Regions from separate parts of the Ovis aries genome. Here region 2 is linked to region 1. Evidence: chromatin contacts called from public Hi-C data. All regions are on one chromosome and are shown on one strand. The core of a region is the stretch at or near the end of the contact, and the rest is flanking DNA. Distances in the headings are between cores, read along the strand shown. Region 1 holds the start of UNC5B (unc-5 netrin receptor B). Region 2 overlaps UNC5B (unc-5 netrin receptor B).

Region 1 (6,048 bases), core at 2,400-4,899:
TAGAACTCCCTAGGAAATGGAGGGGAGGTGGGAGGCTCCTTCCAGGGCTCATCTGGCAAAGCTGTAGGCCCTTTAACCAGTAACCCTTCCCCAGCCTCACTGATGCGTCCACTCAACCAATATTTATGTATGCTCATATAGGTGCCGGACAGTCTGAGGTGCTGGATATATCATGGTGAGCAAGAAAAGGGGGCCCTGGCCTCCAAGCCTCTTTTATTTATTTATTTATTGGTCATGCATGTGGGATTTTATTTCCCCGGCCAGGGGTCCAACCCAGGCCCCATGCATTGAAAGCATAGAGTCTTAACCACTGGACCACCAGGGAAGTCCCTCACCCTCTTTCTTAACTCACAGCAAGACCTCTTCACTGTGAGTCTGACGGCACTGGGTTTGGGAACACCCTGGTGTTAATCCAGATATTCCAATGTGTCATCCCAGGGCCAGGACCTTGCCCATTCTTCACCCATTCTGGGGAAAGGTGTGAGCTCAGGGTAGTGTGATTCCCTCTGAAGTCCTTTTGCTGCCCCCCAGTTGAGGGCTGGCACTTGAAGATGCCCAGGCTGGGGGACAGCCACACCCCCAGTGGTTATGTAACTGCAGGTGTCTGGGAAAGGGACATTCTCCCAGACACTGGAATGGCAGGGGAGCGGGTGCAGAGGAGTTATGGAGGAATCCCAATGTGCTAAGTCTCCTACCCCGATGCAGGAGTCCTGGAGGCAAAGAAGGGTCCCGGACCTCCAGTGGGCATATTTCCAGGATCAGGGGAAATGGGATGAGGATCAGCAGAATAAGAGGAATGGACTGCTCTCCTTTTGCTTGCCCAACCCCCATCCCCGAGACCCCTTCTCTCCAGTTAGAAATTAAAGTCATGAAATCTGACACCAGGTCTAGAAGGGCCTGCCTGGTGCAATTACTATCTAAACAGCAAAGTCCTGTGCACTGGAACTTTTTTGAAAAATGTCCAATATCATATTGGTCTTCTGGTTAAGAGAGAGAGCATGCCTGTCCTGTGGTCCTTGCCTGCCAAGGCTCTACTAAGGTCCCCGCTGAGTTATCTAGCAAAATGCACTTGACCTTGTGCCTGTGCCAGGGGTTGACAGTCAGATGCTGGGCCTCAGTACATGTACCTATATGTGTTGCCCTGTGAAAGTTAAGTACCTAAATATCTATTTGTCTTTAGTGTCATCTGCCTAAGGATGTATTCGTTCTTTTGGATTTGCATGCCTGTGTGTGTGTCCGTGACAAGGTGTATGTGTGTACTTTTTAAAATCCTATGTTTTAAGTATGTGGGCCTCTGTGCAGGTGGCTGCCTTTGTGATGTTTCTGGGTCATGTTTGCTTGTGTGTGTATCTTTGTAGGTGTGCCTATAACTGTCTAGGGGTGGGTGTGTGTGCGTGTGCTTGTACTTCTGTTGTTAGGCGGGGCTGGCTGGGTGTGAGGAGCTATTGACTCCCTCACCTACTGCCCTTGCCTGGGCCAAGCTAAAAATAACCTATCTGTCTTTGCACATGGGGGCCTTTCTTAGTTGGCCTAAGTTCTTCCCAGGGAGTCCTACTCCCCTATATCCACCCTCCTGATCCTGGCTGCCGGGCCAGGAGGGGCCGGGGAGGTGAACTGATCTACAGACCCTCTTCCCTACATGTTCCAGACCCAAGCTGTGGAGGCAAGTTTGTATGGACGGGAGTCCTGGGCAGTCCTGCCCTTCTCTGTTCTCTGGCGAAACAGTTGAGGCAGGCCCTTGTTTCTTCTCTAACTGCCTGCACCCAAAAAAATCCCTTTCCAACCTGTAGTTCTGGCCTCCAAGTTCTTTCGCTGCCAATCTAGGAATCGATCCTGGGAGCACTGACCATATTCCAGTCTACTCTCTACTGGCCTGGCTGGACCTCCCTCTGCCTTCCTTTCCCCCTTCTTGAAGCAGCCATTGCCTCTGTATTGGAGGAGTGATTCCAGGTCCCAGCTCTGGAAAAACCCCAAGTAGTGAACAGACCAGGACTGGAGGAAGGGGCATTCCTGCTGGCTGCCAGTCCTTTCTCACCCACCAGCCCCAGAAGAGGCAGGAGGGTGGAGGATCCCCGGCTCAGCATTTCTTTCCAGTCCTGTCTCTCTTGCACTTTGATTCATCCACTCATTCACTCAAAGCTGTGTGATCTTAGGCAAATGCCTTCATGTCTCTGTGCCTCCATTTCTTCACAGGTAAAATGAGATTACAAATGGTACTTACCTCCCAGACTTGTGAGGATTAACTGAAGTGATGCATATAAAGAGCTTAACCTGGTGCCTGGCACATACAAGGACCTTGGCGGCATTACCTGATCCACCCCTTCTAATGTCACTGGGTTTCAATCCCAAGATACTGCCTAACCCTCAAACTCCACCTGGCCCCTCATGTTCTTTGGCTCACTCTTGGGTGGTCAGGATTTTCCACCAGGAATCAGCTTGACTGAGAGGAGAGATCTTGGAAAGAAAGATTGAGAGATTATTGACATTTGTACTGCAGTTTCTGTACGTTGGCCTGGGAGGCACGCTGCACTGCATGTAGGGTCTTAGCTCCCCATACCAGGGATTGAACCCATGTACCCTGCTGTGGAAGCACAGAGTCCTAACCACTGAACTGCCAGGTGGAAATTCCCTCCGCACGTATTTTAAAAATTCAGTTCTGCAGTGCCTTGCCATCTCAGTGTGTCCGACTCCTGGCGACCCCGTGGACTGTAGCCCACCAGGCTCCTCTGTCCATGGGATTCTCCAGGCAAGAATACTGGAGTGGGTTGTCATGCCCTCCTCCAGGGGATCTTCCTGACCAAGGGATCAAACCCGTGTCTCTTTTGTTTCCTGCCTTGGCAAGCGGGTTCTTTACCACTAGCACTACCTGGGAAGCCCTACAGTTCTACACCCTCTTATTAAAATTGTTATTATCATTTTTCTCCATTTTGGAGATGATGAAGTATCAGAATGGTTAAGTAACTTGTTCAAGGTCACACAGCAGGCAAGGGGCAGAGCCCAGATTTACACCAAGCCAAAAATGGCTCCCCGTGCCTCACTGTCAATTGGGATGGGGGTAACATCCTCGGCCCGGGTGCTACAGGAGGGTCAGCCGGGTCTGGTCAAACAGTTCTGCCCAGGGTCATGCCAACAAGTAGGGCTAACCAGGATGAACCAGATCCACAGTCAAATTCACAGAGCTGCAAGTTCCAACTTAACCCGGGACTTGAGGGCTTGAGATTTTTCTCATTTCAGGAGCGTCTTCTGGGAAAGAACCCCCACCGCCACCCCCTTCCCATGTAGAAGACATAGATTTTACACAGTACAGACCACGGAGCCAAAAACGACGGAGTCCTGAGTTTAATCAGAGGAGAAAGCTGACACAGCCAAGCCAAATGGAAGAGCAAAAATACATTTCCTTAGTTTCTGGGAAGGAAAACTGGGCAGACTCCGCTTCCAGTTTCGATCCAGAGGCCGAGTTTTCCAATGCTCCGGGCCCAGCGTCTCTCGAGGACCTCCCTGAAGAGCCCCCAGCTTCGCTGAGGCCGCGCCCAAGAGGCCGTCGGCCACCCCCTCGAAAGGCCCCCCGCCGGCTCCGCCCCTGCCCACCCAAGGCTCCGCCCCGCCCCGCCCCGGCTGTGCTTGGTCCTCCGCAGCTCAAAGACTCACTAGGGAGAGCGAGCGGCAGCGCTCGGCGTTGTGGCAGGAGGCTGGGGCCGGCGAAGACGCCGGAGCCGCGGGGAGCAACTGGGCGCAGGGAGGCGCTGACTGGGGTTCGGACCGCGCGGCTTCAGCCGCTGCGAGCGCCGCTGAGCGCTCTAACCTTCAGTCGTGCAACTTCGTAGCCAGGACGTGAGAACCCGGAGAGCGCTCGAGTGTCGGAGCCGGAGTGCAGAGAGGGGCGCGCCGGAGCCTGACCGGAGAGCGGACGCCAGGCACCCGTCGCGCTCCGAGCGCCCGGCAGCCCTCCGCGAAGCGTGGCTGCCTCTGCCCCAACGGAGGGCACGAGCTGGCGCGACCGGGCGCCGGGGAGGACGGCGAGGAGGAGGCGGCGGCGGCGGAGACGGCGGCGGCGAGGCTGGGGCCAGGGAGAGAGCCCCGGGGGAGAGGCGCCCGAGCCGGGCCGAGGGAGCATGTGGGCCCGGAGCGGAGCGCGGGGCGCGCTGCTGCTGGCGCTGCTGCTCTGCTGGGACCTGAGGCTGAGCCAAGCAGGTAGGGAGCGATCGGGCATGGGGGAGTGGGGCAAGGGAACCCTGGCGCCTCACTCTGCCCCGAAGTTGAGGTGGTCCATCGCTCTGTTAGTGCGCGCAGTTAGTGCTCTGTTAGTGGGTGCAAGGGCGCCCAAGTTCGAAGGTAGATTTCTCTGCCCCACCAAAGTGGGCGATTGGTGCAGCCATCTCGCGGGGGGTGCGCAGGCCCTCCAGCTCCTGCCTGGAAGGGAGGGGTCACTTCTTTTCCCTGGAATAGTATCCGATTCGGGGTCTGCGCCTCCTGGAGGACCGGCCTCCAGGGGACCCCTGGTTCCGCGCGTGCTTGGCAGCGGCTCATAAAAAAAAAACGAACACACACAGTCGCTGCACAGGCCAGGTGTGCGCTCGCTCCCAGTTCGCTGGCAACTTCCTAGTCCAGGTCCCGGCTCGCCCAAGCTCCTAGCGCGGCACCGACCGGAATCCGCAGACTAGAAGGAGGGAGCGAGAAACCTGGGGAGCACGGGAAGCGCTGGTCCGCTCCACCAGCCGAATGAGACCAGCTTGCAGGGGGTTGGTTACCGATGAGAATAGGGCTGAGTCTTGCACGTACAGTTTTCCCCGAGATCTTGGGATTCGCGGGTCTAGAAGATTTTTTTTTTTCTCTGTGTGTTGGTGGTTGACGGGAGGAGTACGTAGCGATCTGCCTAATTTCTTTTTAAATTAATCACTGACATTCTCCCCAGATGGGGGGTCGACTGGGTGCGCTTGCCAGACTCCTACTCTGGACCCACCAAGGTGCCTTAAGGGAGTCGTTGGGCTACTAAAAATTAAAGCCTCTATTCCGCCTCTTCCGCGGTGGATGTGTACACGTCTCGCTGGTCTGTAGCTGGGTCCGGCGCGGCTGACTGGGGAGCAGGGTGGACGCATGGGAGCCATCCACCTCTCTCGCCCTCTTTCCGGAACCGAAGCACCGGGCTTTCGAGGTAGGGTGGGGAAGGGCCGCATCCTGCAGAGTCCTCTGAGTTGCTGCTGAGAATGGGGCAGGAAAATTGGTGCATAAAGTGGACAGATGACGCATCCGCCCGCCCCCCACCACCACCACCAACCTTCCGCTGAGGTGTTGACGTCCGCCGCCCTCCTGTCCGGCCCCCCTCCCCCGGCGACCTTCCCACCCCCGCCCCCCCCCCCCAACTTGCAGTCAGAGATTCTTCACTCTGGAATTAATGATTCCCACGGCCCAAGCCCAAGTGAGGACTTGGTTTTAGCACATCCCGCCCCTCTCCTTTTTTCCCCTAGCCCTATGTTGTAAAGTTACGACATAATCATTTGATCCACGTTAATTATGATTTGGGCAGACTCTGGTATTTAAAGCAGTGTTTTGAAGTTGGAAGGTAATGATGGGGGAGGGGGCAGGCTGCTGAATGACCAACTTTGTTTTAAAGAGTACAGTTGGATGTGGGAGGTGCTGGGCTGGGGTGTTGGTTTCTGATTTTGGGGTGTTTGAGGGGACGTGATTGAAGGGTTGGGTGAAGTCTCTGTAAATGGCACACGGGCAGGACTGGGTCTTGGGAAGCTGTCTTTGACCAGCAGGGCAAGGATATAAGGAATAAATACCGAGATTACTGAGGGTGAGGGGCTGGGTAGGCAGGAGAAAGACAAGACTGATTGGCCTGGAGTTCTCCAGAGCTGCAGAGTAGGCTCCCTTGGGAGGCTGGGGGTGGTCCGCCTTGCCTGCTTAACAAAGCATCCGGCCTCCACCTTCCCCCAAAGAAACCCCAGGCCCAGGGCTTTGATGGATTTGGGCACAATCGGTGCCCAGCCAGAAATGGCCTATAATACTGGGCTTTGATTTCTCACTAGCAGAGTAGAACTGGCGTTG
Region 2 (5,860 bases), core at 2,132-4,631, 72 kb after region 1:
AGGATGCTAAACCACAAACAAAACAAAAATGCAAAGCCAACCATCAGCAGACAGGATCACCACCTCACTCAGCCTAGCCCATCAGAGGGAAACAAACAAAAACTCAGCACAAATCTCACCCTAAGCTTACACAAACCACTGGACCAACCTTAGGAGGGCAGAAACCAAAAGGAAGAAAGAATTCAACCTTGAAGCCCGGGAAAAGGAGACCTCAAATACAATAACTTAAAAAGAATGATGAAAAGGCAGAGAAATACTACATAAATAAAGGAACAAACTAGAAACACACACGTCCAAATAAATGAAGGGGAAACAGGCAAAACTACAGTCATCAAGACAGTACGTCGCAAAAACAGAAGTATAGACCAATGGAACAAGATAGAAAGCCCAGAAATGAACCCACGCACCTATGGGTACCTTATTTTCGACAAAGGAGGGAGGAATATACAATGGGGCAAAGACAGCCTCGTCAATAAATGGTGCTGAAAAACGGGACAGCTACATGTAAAAGAACAAAATTAGAACCCTTCCTAACACCATACACAAAGGTAAACTCAAAATGGATTAAAGACCTAAATGGAAGACCAGGAACTATAAAACTCTTAGAGGGAAACATAGGCAGAACACTCGATGACATAAAGCAAGAGCCTCTATGACCCACCTCCTAGAGGAACGGAAATAAAAACAAAAGTAAACAAGCGGGACCTGATTAAACTTAAAAGCTTTTGCACAGCAAAGGAAACTACAAGCAAGGTGAAAAGACAGCCCTCAGAATGGGAGAAAATAATAGCAAATGAAACAGCTGACAAAGGGTTAATTTCCAAAATATACAAGCAGCTTGTACAACTCAGTGAGGAAATGGACAAAACTACAGTCATCAAGACAGTATGGTCCTGGCAAAAACAGAAATACAGACAGATGGAACAAGATAGAAAGCCCAGAAATGAACCCATGCACCTGTGGGTACCTTATTTTCGACAAAGGAGGCAAGAATATACAATGGGGCAATTGTATATTGCCCCATTCAAAACAACCCAATCAAAAAGTGGGGAAAAGACCTAAACAGACGTTTCTCCAAAGAAGACTTACAGATGGCTAACAAACACATGAAAAGATGCTCAACATCCCTCATTATTAGAGAAACGCAAATCAAAACTACAATCAGATATCACCTCACATTGGTCAGAGTGGCCATCATCAAAAAGTCTACAAACAATAAATGCTGGAGAGGGTGTGGAGAAAAGGGAACGCTCTTGCACTGTTGGTGGGAATGTAGATTGATACAGTCATTATGGAAGACGGTATGGAGATTCCTTAAAAAACTAGGAATAAAACCACCATATGACCCAGCAATCCCACTCCTAGGCATGTACCTGAGGAAACCAAAATTGAAAAAAACACATGTATCCCATTGTTCATTGCAGCACTATTTACAATAGCCAGAACATGGGAACAACCTAGATGTCCGTCGACAGATGAATGGATAAAGAAGTTGTGGTATATATACACAGTGGAATATTACTCAGTCATACAAAGGAACACATTTGAGTCAGTTCTGATGAGGTGGATGAACCTAGAACCTATTATATAGAGTGAAGTGAGTCAGAAAGAGAAAGATAAATATCGTATTCTAATGCATATAAATGGAATCTAGAAACATGGTACTGAAGAATTTATTTACAGGGCAGCAGTGGAGAAACAGACATAGAGAACAGACTCATGGAATTGGAAAGAGGGGAGGAGAGGGTGAGATGTATGGAAAGAGTAACATGGAAATTTACATTACCATATGTAAAACAGATGGCCACGGGAATTTGCTGTATGGCTCAGCAAACTCAAACAGGGGCTGTGTATCAACCTAGAGGGGTGGGATGGGACGGGAGATGGGAGGGAGCTTCAAAAGAGAGGAGATATACGTATACCTATGGCTGATTCATGTGAGGTTCAACAGAAAAGAACAAAATTCTGTAAAGCAATTATCCTTCAATAAACAAATTTTTTAAAAACCCAGCTTAATAATACTACGTAAATAACCATAGAGGTGGTGCTAGGATGTCACCCGAGTCCTGCAGGAAAGGAGGGCTACAGAAGCGTGGGAAACGAGGAGGAAGAGTGAGGTGTGTGCGGCTCCCTGGGCAACCCCCCACTCCGGGCAGGAGGCAGAGCCCCAGGCTCCTCTCATCTCATGAGCCCAGCCCCTGTTTACAGTACAGGACCCTTGGGGGTGGAAAGCCTTTCCCAGACTCAGGCCAGCAAGGCGGGCCGTCCACTCTGGTTGCCTGTGGGTGGCCAGCTTTATGCAATGCCAGCCAACCCCAGCCTCCAGGTGGTTCCTTCACCCCAGAGCCTGCCTTGTCTTTGATTTCATTTTTAACCTCTCTTCCCTGATCTTTTCTTTCTCCTCCTTATTCATCCCTTCCCTCCTTCCTGCTGTCTCTCTGCCTCTCCCTTCTCATCCCTGTCTCCTTTTTGTGTCTGCCTTTTCTCCTTTTTTCTTTTAACTAACTTTTAGTGGAGTATAGTTGCTTTATAATGCCGTGTTAGTTTCTGCTGTATAGCAAAGTGGATAGTTACATGTATACATATATCCCCTCTTTTTTGGATTTCCTTCCCATTTAGGTCACCACAGAACATTGAGTAGAGTTCCCTGAGCTATACTGTAGATTCTTTATTGTATACATTGTCTTTTTTCTTTATGTCTCTCTTTCTTTGTGTGTCTCTCTTTTTCATTCTAGTGTCTCTCCCCTGACATACTCTCTTTCATTCTCTCTCCTTCTTCAACTTCTATTTTTCTATGAAAAGCTGACAGATTTCAGAACCATTCAGGTTTAAAATCATACCCCAGAAGGTACTTCATGCCACTCAACACTATATCCTAAAAATTGGTTAAAATGGTAAGTTGTAGGTTTATGTATATTTCACCAAAATTTTTTAAAGAATCTCAAGAATTTAAAAAGTTAGATTTGGAATCCCGTTCTCACCCAAAATCTTAAAAGAAGAATTTTTAAAAGGAAAAAATAACCTGTATCCCAGCTGCCTCCATGCTCTGGTTGTGTGACCCTGAGGAAGTCATTCAACCTCTCTATGCCTCGGTTCCTCTCCTTATAAACTGGGATATTAACAGAAGGCCCTAGTGAGGACGGAGCAAGGTGGTGCCTACACAGCATTGAGCACACTGCCAGGACTCGGCAGGTGCTTAATAAGTGCCCATTTCCTCCATCTTCCTTCTGGGTTTTTGTTTGCCTCTTTCCTCTGGAAACTTGTTGTTCCTTCTCTGTCCCCCTGACCCCCTCTGGCCCTGAAGGCCCCTCACAGACCCTGTGACTACTGGCAACAGGGTGGCTCTTAGTCCTCTGCTACCAGGCACACAAGCCCTGCCCATCCTAGAAATCAAGGCACCGTTGTCCCCATTAGCTACAAAGAATGGACAATGGTCCAGCAGGCCACACCCTTGGCAGCACTGCGGCTGGTTCCTCCTGCTCCCACCCCTGGCCCTCCCTGGCCCTCTCTGAAGCCCTGGAAACACAGAGGATGACAGAGGGGGCCAAGAGAGGCAGAGCAAGCCCACCCAGTAGCTCATGCCAGATCGAGGCAGGCAGCCCAACCCTGGGTGTCAGGTCAGGCACTGCCTGTCGTGCTGGGGGACACCTCATCTGGGGCCCAAGTCCAGAAGACTGAAGGCCCCTGGCCTCCTGTCTTCCTGCTGGTGACCACTGCCAAGGTGTCCAGCCCTACTGGGTGGTGGTTTGTCTGTCCAATTCTTGGGTGCTCCTGAAACCTTCTGGATGGATGGCCCCCTTGAGAGAGGCCATTCCTCCAGGCTCCCAGCCTGGTAAGTAAAGGGCGGGGCCCCACTCTCCTACCCCAGACCACGCAGCATCTCTTGGGAGCAAGCACTCTAGGCAGCAGCGGCTGCCTGTGGACCAGGCACCGCTTCCCCTGACCCCCCGGAAAACCTTCTGCAAGAAGCCTCTCCCCTCCTGGTGCTCCCTGCTAGCAAACTCCCAGCCCCCACCCCCAATTTAGATCCCCTGCCATCAGGAGGGGATTCCTTACTGCCTCAGCTCCCAGTATAAGGGCCCCCCTCCCTCAGGATGCAGGAGAGTTAAGGCAATGATTTCATTGGGAGAGGTCCAGAGAGGTGTCATTTATTACCAGGCAGAGCTCTAACTGGGGCAAGATGCCTAGTAGCTGATCTCAGCTTTGTTGGCAACTTGCTGTGGGACTTTGGGCCTGCCACCTACCATCTCTGCGTTTCAATTTCTCCCTAGAATTGAATGAGATCCATATGGGCTGCCAGAGTAGATGTGTGTCCAGCCTGGTCTGGGTGCTGTAATTGCCATGACTCATTTAGAATTTACCTTGAGTGTTTTACTCTGATGAGGGAACCAAGGTTCAGAGAGGCTAAGTATCCATAACTTAGCTAAGGTCACACAGATGGGGAGTGAGGGTGGGGCTAGGCTTCAAACCTGTCAAGAACCCATCCAGTCCTCCACCTAACCAGCATGCCATAGTTCCACAAGGTGTACACTCAACATTCCTGCCCTCGAGGGGCTTATCAGAACCCACGTGCAACCAGGAGAGGATGAACTGAGATACCTGATGTCAAGGAGGAGAGACAGGGCAGTCAGGGAGGGCTTCCTGGAGGAGGCAGTCTCAGTTCTTTCACAAGCTTTGGGAGGAGCTTCAGATGGACACCCTCATCCAGGAGGCTTCATCCCTTACTTGAACGTAGAGCATTTTGTCATTGAGGGAGCGATGGCAAAAGAGTAAATGATTCCTTTTGTGTGTGCTGATGGATCCAGTTATCCAGGGAACCCCTCGGGCCCCAACAAGGAGCCTTTGAGAGGTTGGAGGGTTCCCAGGAAAAGGGGCCTCCTCTTAGCTTCAGCCCTGCAGTCTCCTGAGCAGTGACCAGAGACCACACGCTTACCTCATATTGGTTGAGCTCGCTGACTGTCCCAGACCCTGGGCCATAGCAGTGAACAGGGCAAAGCCCCACCTCATTCTCCTGCAGGAGTTACAGTTAATACCTGAACATGGCAATACATAGTATAGTTTCAGACCATGGCAGCGCCATGAGGGAGTCGGGCTGGGTGGGGAATGGTAACTGCAGAGACCAGTGTCCAGTGCACCCATGGGAGTGCTGAGTGGTTCTCTGAGAGCTGGTGGGGGTGGGCCAGCATTGAGGGGCTTCCCTCCAAAGTGAGACCTAGCCCGAAGCAGATGCTCACTGGGAGTTCACTGGACACAGAAAGGACAGAGGAAGAGTCCCAGGCAAGGGACTAGATGAGCAAAGGCTCTGTGACTAGGGAGGCTGGGGGAGCATGAGGGCCTCAAAGACGCCCAATGAGGCTGCAGTGGATAGATCGTACAGGGCCTGGAGGCCGCATGGAGGGTCTCAGTCTTTACACTGGGATGGCAGGGACATAGCAGGGGAGCGGCATGCCACTTGGACCTTTCAGAGAGCACGCGCTGTCTGCAGGATGGCAAGTGGACTGATGAGGGCAGAGGGCTTGGGTTAGCCATTATTGAGTTTCCAGGTGAGCTGTGGTGGTGGCTTGGGCCAGGCTCGAAGCAGAAGAGACGAGAAAAAGGGAGACAGGAGGCAGTGGGAGAGGAGCCCCCAGGACTGGAGGGTGGGGAGTGAGATGCCATGGTCCCACAGCCTGTCTCCTGCCCTCAGACCTGCCCCCGCCCCCCGCGTCTCTCTCCTCCTCCCAGGCCTGCCCCCACCCACCACACCTCTCTCCTCCCCCAAGGCCTGCAGGTGCGAGAGGTGCAGATTGAGGTGTCGCGGCAGCAGGTAGAGGAGCTGTTCGGGCTGGAGGACTACTGGTGCCAGTGTGTAGCCTGGAGC

Evidence for each region. Hi-C and Micro-C count contacts between places; a contact is called where the count stands out from the background.
Region 2: a contact with region 1 is called in a Hi-C map of hypothalamus, with 4 times the contacts expected there. The contact joins the enhancer-like site here to the promoter of UNC5B in region 1. A contact is called at or near these places in 6 of 16 Hi-C or Micro-C datasets (hypothalamus, liver, omental adipose tissue and 2 more).

Annotation. Positions count from the first base shown.
Region 1 is chr25:26,584,529-26,590,576 of ARS-UI_Ramb_v3.0, forward strand. It overlaps UNC5B (unc-5 netrin receptor B), which reads left to right and starts at 3,650. Exons shown (of 16, transcript XM_027962423.3): 1 at 3,650-4,191. The coding sequence starts at 4,113.
Region 2 is chr25:26,656,985-26,662,844 of ARS-UI_Ramb_v3.0, forward strand. UNC5B (unc-5 netrin receptor B) reads left to right here. Exons shown (of 16, transcript XM_027962423.3): 3 at 5,763-5,860. Among named protein-coding and RNA genes, the nearest start is that of SLC29A3, 29 kb to the right of the region's middle. Within about 2 kb of position 3,382, at least 9 of the 54 cell types and tissues checked have an H3K27ac peak or open chromatin away from gene starts, as enhancers often do. A contact at or near this core is called in hypothalamus, where this site is marked.